2 separate regions of the Mus musculus genome follow, and region 2 is linked to region 1. A link is a contact called in public HiChIP or PLAC-seq data. All regions are on one chromosome and are shown on one strand. Each heading gives the region's core, a stretch centred on a gene start, on an enhancer-like site or on the middle of the called end of the contact. The rest is flanking DNA. Distances are from core to core; before and after follow the strand shown. Region 1 holds the start of Fam131c (family with sequence similarity 131, member C). Region 2 holds the start of Zbtb17 (zinc finger and BTB domain containing 17).

The links. HiChIP or PLAC-seq counts read pairs in DNA pulled down with a chosen protein or histone mark.
Region 2: a contact with region 1 is called in an H3K4me3 HiChIP or PLAC-seq map of embryonic stem cells, with 17 read pairs. The contact joins the promoter of Zbtb17 here to the promoter of Fam131c in region 1. A contact is called at or near these places in 4 of 39 promoter capture datasets (the 3T3-L1 cell line, embryonic stem cells, liver and 1 more), 1 of 15 datasets of contacts at CTCF or cohesin (embryonic stem cells), 17 of 484 Hi-C or Micro-C datasets (the AML12 cell line, the C2C12 cell line, the HL-1 cell line and 11 more), 5 of 115 datasets of contacts at active chromatin or transcription factors (the HPC-7 cell line, embryonic stem cells, kidney and 1 more) and 3 of 9 other capture datasets (adipose tissue, liver and pancreatic islet).

Annotation. Positions count from the first base shown.
Region 1 is chr4:141,365,472-141,369,772 of GRCm38.p6, forward strand. Fam131c (family with sequence similarity 131, member C) reads left to right here and starts at 2,721. Exons shown (of 7, transcript NM_001085513.2): 1 at 2,721-2,853. The coding sequence starts at 2,832.
Region 2 is chr4:141,442,561-141,446,924 of GRCm38.p6, forward strand. Zbtb17 (zinc finger and BTB domain containing 17) reads left to right here and starts at 2,113. Exons shown (of 16, transcript NM_009541.2): 1 at 2,113-2,242. Gm42337 reads right to left here. Exons shown (of 4, transcript XM_030253993.1): 3 at 2,033-2,623; 4 at 1,426-1,744. The coding sequence ends at 1,677.

The DNA.
Region 1 (4,301 bases), core at 1,471-3,970:
GAAAAGAACATGAGGGGTGACGGGCACCCCCAGGCACGGTGCTCCCAGGTTTCTTCCCCTCTCTCCCATGAGTGGGTGTGTCGGGAGGACACCCGAGGAGGTCAGAGGATGGTCACAGGGCAGATGGGCTGTGGGGTGAACTGGGAAAGGACAGACCGTTGTCCCGGGGAGGGCAGCCACACATCTTGGACCTGTCAGCACATCGTCTGCTTCAGCAGAATTCCAAGGATTGGGAAGGTGAATGTGGGAATGCAAGGAAGAGCCACCACCCGCCTTCCCCCAGTATGGCCTGGTCTCTCAGGACGGTACCAGTGCTGTAGAGTGACAAGATAGAATCAGCGGGAGGCTAAACAGTGTAAATACATGGGATGGGCAGAAGCACCCACCCCATCCCCGACCTGTGTCCCTGAGTTGGCCACACGGGGAACACAGATGACCCTTCTGCTCATTCAATGCACATTTCCCCATCCCAGGCACCTCCTACCCGGGAACTGCCCTGTCTCTCTGCTCCTCACGGGTCCTGTTCCTTCACCTCCACCCCAGCCCCTAGGCTGTTAGGCTGCCAGCAGGAACATCAGCAGCTGTGACCAGCTCCCGCTCTTACATCGTGGTGAGTCAGAGCCGTGCCTCCAAGCCACATCCAGTCAGAAGGGCAGACACATCTGCCTGCTTGGTACCAGGTCTCATGCACAGGACAGGACCAGAGCCTGGCCATAGGCAGATCTGTCTTTCCTTCTCCACACAGGGGTGGGAGCAACCCTGACACCAAGTGAGCCACCTGGGTGTCCTTATGATAAAGGACGGTCCCCTCACAGCCACCTCAGCTAGGCCAGGCTTAGAGAGCAGAGTACCTGGGCCCAGAGCAGGCAGGATGGGACACTGGAAGACAGACTTTCAAGTGTGGTTTATGCTTGCATGTACTCAGCACTTCACATGACTGCTGGTCTTTAGTTGCCTCTGTGGATATAGGAGGCTGAAGTCACAACAGCCGACCCTTGGAGTCCTTGAGCTATCGGCCACCAGGGGTTCCAGCCCTTTGTTAGAATGGTACGGTATTTCCGCATAATCCAGGCACATCCTTACATATACTTTATATTCTTCCCCCTTATCTTTTTTGAGGCAGGGTCTCATGTAACCCAGGCTGACCTTGAACTCACTACGTAACCAAAGATGACCTTGAACTTCTGACCACCCTGATTCTACCTCCCAAGTGGTGGCATCCCTGCTCCTGTGCACTGTAAGTCACCGGTCTCGGGGCTATCTGTGATGCATGCCCCCTGTTGTCCTGTGTTGTGTATGGAGCAGTGATATTCATGTGTTTTCCTTTCAGATTCAGTTGTGGGTTTAAGTAACACTGTCTATATGAGCCAGGTCTCCATTTACACCTAGGTCTTAAAGCACCAGAGACAGCATGGGGCCACCTCCACTCTGACTTTACTCAATAGCTCGAGTCCCCAGCCCTGGGCAGCCCCAGCAGGCCTGGCTTCTGCTCTGCACAGGGTCTTCAAACCCTTGCTCTAAGCCATATTCATCCCCCAGGGCTGTCTCTAGTGATACAGGGCTGGTAAACAGACCCATTGACTCCTCTGTCTGGAAACAGGAATGTCCAAGGATGGGGTGAGGTGACATTTACCTCAGATACAGGGTGCTTCAGGCCTGGCAAGGTTTGTCACAGCACATCTGACCACTCTCTCCAGGATCCTAAATGAGTGCATGTGAATGCACACAGTGCATATGTGTGAGAAGAGGAACACACACACACACACACACACACACACACACACACACACACACACACGCTAACAGCCATACAAGTGCCAGCAATTAGCCTCCACTATTCCATGACAGAAGTTCCTAGGTAGGGTTTGCCTATACTTCCTTGCTCCAGAGGAGCCCTGGGAGGTAGCCTACCTTCTTGCATGAGACCGCTTATCTAGCCAGGAGGCCACTAATGCAGTGTCTTGGTCCTCCCTCAGAACTCCCTCCCTGGACCAGCATCCTCCCATAAGCAGGTGACTATCAAAAACCCCTGACCTGGAGGCTGGCGAGATGGCTCGGCAGGTTAAAGGTACTTACCAGGAAGTCTGGTTACCAAGTTTGATCCCTGAGACCCACATAGTGGAAAGAAAGAATAGAGTCCCGTCCCCCCCCACCCGCCACCCCAAGTGTACTTTGATCCCTCTCTCTCTCTCTCACACACACACTAAAAATAAAGCTCAGGGCCAGACAGTGGTGGTGCACGCCTTTAATCCCAGCACTTGGGAGGCAGAGGCACGCATACTTCTGAGCTCGAGGCCAGCCTGGTCTACAAACTGAGTTCCAGGACAGCCAGGGCTATTCAGAGAAATCCTGTCTCGAAAAGCCAATAAAATAAAATAAAACAAAATAAAATAAAACAAAACAAAGCTCGATCTTGCTCATTGTGCACAGTGGGATGAGGCTCATCTTTGCAGAATTCCCCTTCCCAGCCCTTTCCCCTGACCTTGAGCTCCAGAAAGCAGGCGCTACTCAGATTTGAAACTAGAAGTCTTCCTTACAGGGCCGAGTCCTGTTACTTTGGTTTGCCTTACTTTGGTTAGCGACAACAGGTACACTGGCACAGAGGGGGCGGGGCGCACCCCAGCCCCGCCCCCTCCGCGCTCCCCGGGTCCCCGCCCGCCGCGGTGTCGCCCGGCCTTGGCAGCTGCGGGCGCGGCGCGAGGCGATCCGGACGCGGCAGCGGGGACTAGGAGCGAGAGGAGGGCGAGCCGCGCAGCCCCGGCCCACGGAGACATGAGCGCGCGGCCGCCCACCGCACCCCAGGCGCAGTGGCCCAGCCCCGCCGCCCCGTGATGGGATCCTGTGTGTCGCGAGGTGAGGACAGGGCGGCCCGGGACGCAGCGAGAAGCGGGGGGCGGGGGGGGGGGCACCAGCGCTCCGCTCAGGGAAGCCAGGGTGGGTGTCCGCCCTTCATGGATCAGCCGCGCCCCAGAGGACACGGTGCGCCCCACGGGGACAGAGCTCGGGAGGGGGGCGAGCAGCGCGCAGAGGGGACGGAGGTCTCCGCACCCCACGCCCCACTCGGCACCCGGCAGGTGGCATGAAGCAAGGTCCGGTGCCATGCTTTCTTCCCCGCAGCTACACGCCTCCTGCAGTGTGCCTGAGAGGGGAGGGAGCCTTCCTATTTTTTCTGGTCCTCTTATGGGCCACTGAGCTCCAGGAAGACCTCGCTCCCGCTCAAGATGCCGGCAGGCCTTTTTAAGCCAGGATCCCATTTCTCCTCTCAGGGTGCCTGTGTCTTTAGCCCCAGAACCCTACCCCCACCCCACGCAGGAAGGGGTCAGTAGGGATGAACAGGTTATCAAGGCTCCCTCTTCCCCACCCTCATCCCTAACTCCATCCCCACCCCCACCCCTGCTCAGGGGACAGGAGAGGACAGAGGACAGCTGATGCTCCCAGTAACCCCTGGGCCTTTGTCTCTCACCTGGCACCTTGGCCATTCCAAGGTGATTCCAGAGAACTGGAGTGACTGTCCCTCATCTGTGGGGTTTGGGGAGAGCACTGTCTGTAAATGGGTGTGTGTGTGTGTGCATAGGATCTTTCATAGATGCTGTGGGGAGGGAATATTTGTATTTGGAGTAATATTTTAGGAGAGGTTGCGGAGTATGGGGACATGCCTGCACTCAGAAAGTGGAAGATCAAGAGCTCAAGGCCAGCATCCACAGCATAGAGAATTTGAGGCCAACCTGGGCTACATGAGAGCCTGTGTCAAAAAAAAAGCAAACACCTCAAAAGAGGTTGGGTCATGCCGGGAGTGGTGGTGCACGCCTTTAATCCCAGCACTTGGGAGGCAGTGGCAGGTGGATTTCTAAGTTCGAGGTCAGCCTGGTCTACAAAGTGAGTTCCAAGACAGCCAGGGCTATACAGAGAAACCCTGTCTCAAAAAACCAAAAAAAAAAAAAAAAAAAAAAAAGAGGTTGGGCCATTGTCCCACTTGGGAGTCTTACCCACTGTGGGAGCAGGGGGCGGGGCCAGGAGTGAGAGTGTACAGAGGTCAAGTCTACTCACCTCAGCCCCAAGGTCTTGCAAGACTGACATTGTATTGGTCACTGGTAATTTACCCAGACAGAGAAAGGTAAAATGGCCTTAGAGTGGGCTGGCAGGCCCCCTGGGGACACCCCAGGAGGGGGTGTTGGAATGTTGGAAGCAGCCCTCTCCCATTCTCTGGACTTTGAGGGCTTCCTCAGGTTCCCGGGGGAGTGTTGAGGGAAGTGACTCAGGGGGTCCCCGGAAGGTGACAGCAGGAGGGACAGGAGGAGCAT
Region 2 (4,364 bases), core at 863-3,362, 76 kb after region 1:
GCTTGTTCCCAATATCTTTTGTTTTGTTTGTTGTTTTTCGAGACAGGGTTTCTCTGTGTAGCCCTGGCTGCCCTGGAACTCACTCTGTAGATCAGGCTGGTCTCGAACTCAGAAATCCGCCTGCCTCTGCCTCCCAAGTGCTGGGATTAAAGGCGTGCGCCACCACTGCCCTGCATCCTTTTTTTTAGTTAAAGATTTTAATTATTTTATGTATATGAATACATGGTAGTTGTCTTCAGACACACACCAGGAGAACTCAGCAGATCCCATTACAGATGGTTGTGAGCCACCATATGGTAGCTGGGGATTGAATGCAGGACCTCTGGAAGGGCAGTCAGTGCTCTATTATATGTCTTCTCCTTGGTTAGACACAGTTCTGGCTTCAAAGGATGTTCTAGAACCTTCTCTCCTTGTAGAGCTAGAAGAAACTGAAAGGTGATGGAGGAGTCTCATGGCATTAGCAGCCTCTTGCAAAGTAACTGCCCTCAATGGGAGGAGGGACAGCTACCTTCGACTGACAAGGGGTCTCATTGAATTTTAGATTTAGAGATTGAGGACACAAGAGATCCATCTGTTCCACTTAGCCATCTCTATTTCCAGTTCCTAAGTATTAATCTTTCCATTTCCACACCCCTGGCCAAGCTATGAATATGACCCATCTAGAAATTACACCATGAATCTTTAGTGTGCAGAGTCAGAGAGCTGCCTGTCTCTAGCCTCCAAGTGCTGGGATTAAGGTGTGCATCACACTCAGCTAAGTCTTTGTTCTTTGAAGAGTTTTCAGTGAAATTATAAATAACAGTTAATATTCTGCAGTCCTGGCATAGTAATTAAATACAAACCCACCCTGGCTGCCAGCCCTGACCTTCTTCATGCCCTTCCCATATCACTTCCTCCCTGGGAATGGAGCCTGCATTCTCAGTCATGCTAGGCTAGTATTTTACCACTGACCTACATCTTTAGTTCTAATCTAATTTCCAACCTTCAGGACACTGAAGCCTGAGGTTTCCATACGATAGGTTGACTGGCCAATAAATCCCTGGGATTACAGAATGCACCACTCCTAGATTTTATTACTATTATTTATTTAATGTTTACTTAAATTCTATGAGTATTTTGCCTGCATGCTTGTATGTATGTCTAATTCCTGCAAATAGCAGAAGGCATCAGATCTCTTGAAATTGGAGTCACCATGTGGGTGCCGGGAATCGAAGCCAAGTTCTCTACAAGAGCAAAAGTGTCCTTAACCTCTGAGCTATCTCTCCTGCCAGCCCCCTGGCTTTTACCGTGGTTTTCAAGATAGAGCTTGTGTAGCAAGCAAGCACTTGTGCCACTGACCTGGCCCGCGGGTCAGTAAACAGGGTCTGAGAGAGAGAGAGTGGGGACAGGGGCAAGAGACGCGAAGAATGGAGACAAGACAGGCTATCTGATCAAATCTCATTTATTGGAAGGCAACTATGGGTATATATGCACTTGCTGGGAGTATGGCAGGAGATACTTAACCACAAATCCAGGATATGTAAGAGAAAAACAAGATGTTATCAGAGTGTGTTCAGCTGTGGTGGGCTTCTTGCAAAAACATCATGGTAGGAAAACAAGTCTCTTGTCAGGGTGGAAAAGTACCAACTTGTAAGTAAATAGCCCGAGATGGCTGCAGAGATGACAGCCGCTTTCTGCTAGGAGTCGGCTCCCAACAGGCCACTGAGTAATTTATTTACCCAGTCCGAGTTGCTGGGTTTGATCCCTAATACAACAAACAAACAAATAAATAAAATTACCAAAACCATAAAGGGAGTCACAAGTAGGTCCACATCTTTCCTTTGTCACAAAGATGTTTGAGTAATCCTTTTGCACCTAAGTTTTCACTCCTCCCAAAGAGAGGAGAAAGAACTCGGTTGTATCGTGTGAGCAATGAGACAATAAACAGTAAAGAGCTTAACACAGAGTCCGGTGCACAGCAAGTGTCCCGGCAGCTCTCTGTGGAGCCGGAAAACAAGGGTTAAAAGAGGTCCAACTCCAGAAGAGCACTAACTTTCGGCTGGCACGGCGCATGCGCCTGCCGGCGGTCGCGCACCTCGGACGAGCGCTGCGCCAGCGACGGAAGTCCCAGCCGGGAAGCCAGCGAGGTCGGTTCCGCCCGGTTCTAACATGGCGGCGCCCTTTGTCTGCTGTGAAGCGCTGCCCCCGGCCTTCTCGCGGCCGTGATGCACCTCCATCTGTGGTGGGGTTCGGGACATGGCAGGTGAGGCCCGGGCGGCGCCAGCGGTCCGGAAGTCCCGGGAGGCGGGACCCGAGGCGGCCGGGGACCGGGGCCACGGGACGCCGGGACGGTTGTGTGGGGGAGGGGAGGCCCGGGCGGAGGGCGCCGCGGGGCCCCGGGGCGGCGGGAGCGGCCCGGAGGGGTGGCCATGCACCCGCGCGGCCGACGGGGCGCGAGTCGCCTCCCGGGCTGGGTGACACCGCGGCTGGTGGCATCTCCGCCCCCGCCGCCGGGCTGTCACCGCCCCCTGACCCCGCGCGCCGGCTGCGGCGGGTGGGCGTGCTGCGGCCGCGTGGGGGCGAAGTGCGGGGCGGCGCGGGGCTGGTGGGGGCGACCTGGATGTGTCCCGGACCGGGAGCCGCACTGACCTCCCGTCACAGACCGTTCATTCATTCACTCGTCATCCATCCCACCATCCCTCCATCCCGTTTCCCTCGTTTCTCTCCGCCCCTGACAGATCTGAGGACAGAGCAGAAGTGCGGGCGGACTGGGTCCCCGAGTGCGACTAGGGTTCTCAGCTCCAAGCGGAGACTCTCTCCACCCCAGTATCCTCATCCTTAAAATGGGGTTATAATAAAATCTGTCTTCTGAGATGTGTGAGGGGTTACGTGGTATGTTGTCCAGGGCCTAGCATGGCCAGTTAAGAGCGTGAACGCGTGGAAAGTCCCTTGCTGCTGTTAAGTGTCATCACCGGCATCAGCGTTCAGAGCTCAGAGACTCACGTGGGAGAGAGAAACGGGCTTTCCAGATGTCAGTGCGCTGCAGGAAGGGAGCCTGACTTGGGAAACCGTACACAGTTTAGGTGAACCTAGGGAGTCCCCGTGTTTCAGAAAGCTGAGCCGAAAGGTTCCACGGGGGAGTGAGGCAGAAGGACAAGGGCATCCTAAGTTGAAGGTGTTGTCTGTACGAATGTTCAAGCTCCTCTTCCTCCGTCAGAGGTGGGTGGTAAAGTCAGCAGGCTCAGCTGAAGTCTTTGGGGATGCTGCAAACCCAGTTCAGCACTTTAACTTTTAGGTTAATGGGAAGGCATTTAAGAAGCCGGTTTGTGGACCAGAAAGATCACAGGTTGAGGCAGGCTGAAGAGGCATAAAGGAGTGGGCCTGAAATCAGTTAGAGATTGCTAGATGCTGGGTGGTGGTGGTGAACTTCTTTAATCCCGGCATTTGGGAGGCAGACAGGTGGATCTCTGAGTTTGAGGCCAGCTTGGGCTACAGAGAGAGTTCTAGGACAGCCAGGGCTACACAGAGAAACTCTGTCTCATGAAACACACACACATAAACACACACACACAAAATTGAGAGAGAGAAAAGACTAATTTAGGTGTAAGGGTGGCCTTGAGTAATTTTAGATTAGATGCAGAGTGGGAGGAGATAATTTTGGAGGTAGAATTGATAAAACTTGGTGACAACTTCAGTGAGAAGCCACAGAGTCATCAGGTTTGTCCCATTCTTCAAACTGTAGCGTGCGTGCAGATCAGAGGACACCTTGATTGGGTTCTCGTCTTCTACCGTGTTGAGTCAGAGTCTCTGTCCTTCCTGCTGTGTGGTGTAGCAGGCTGGCTTCCTGCATCCATCCGAGTCTCCTTCCATCTGCCTGGCAGCTCTCCCTGGGAAAGCTGAGATCACAGCTGTGCCCCACTGCATTGTGGGCTTTGAGGAATCAGACTCAGGTTGTCAGGCTTGTCGGGCAACCCTGTCCTTTACTGACGGATGTTGGGAGGAAGCAGGACCTGGAGCACAGTGAATAAGAGGGAAGATTTAGTACTCCCCTCCCCCAAGACAGGGTTTCTCTCTGTAGTCTGGCTGTCCTCGAACTCGGTTTGTAGACCAGGCTGGCTTTGAGTTTACAGAGATCCACCTGCCTGTGCCTCCACACCCAGTGGGAAAGATTTAGCTTTAGATGGGTGGGGAATGTGTGCTTGAGCAAAGGGAAGCCTGAGGTGGTGTGTGCCTAGAATCCCAGCACTAGGGAGGCCAAGACAGAACTGTGGGTCGATAGTTCACCGGTGATTCACTATATAGCCGGAGCCACACTGCAAGCTCTAGGCCAGCCTGAGTTGTAGTGTGAGACCCTGTCTCAAGAAACCCAAAACCCCACCAAAAAA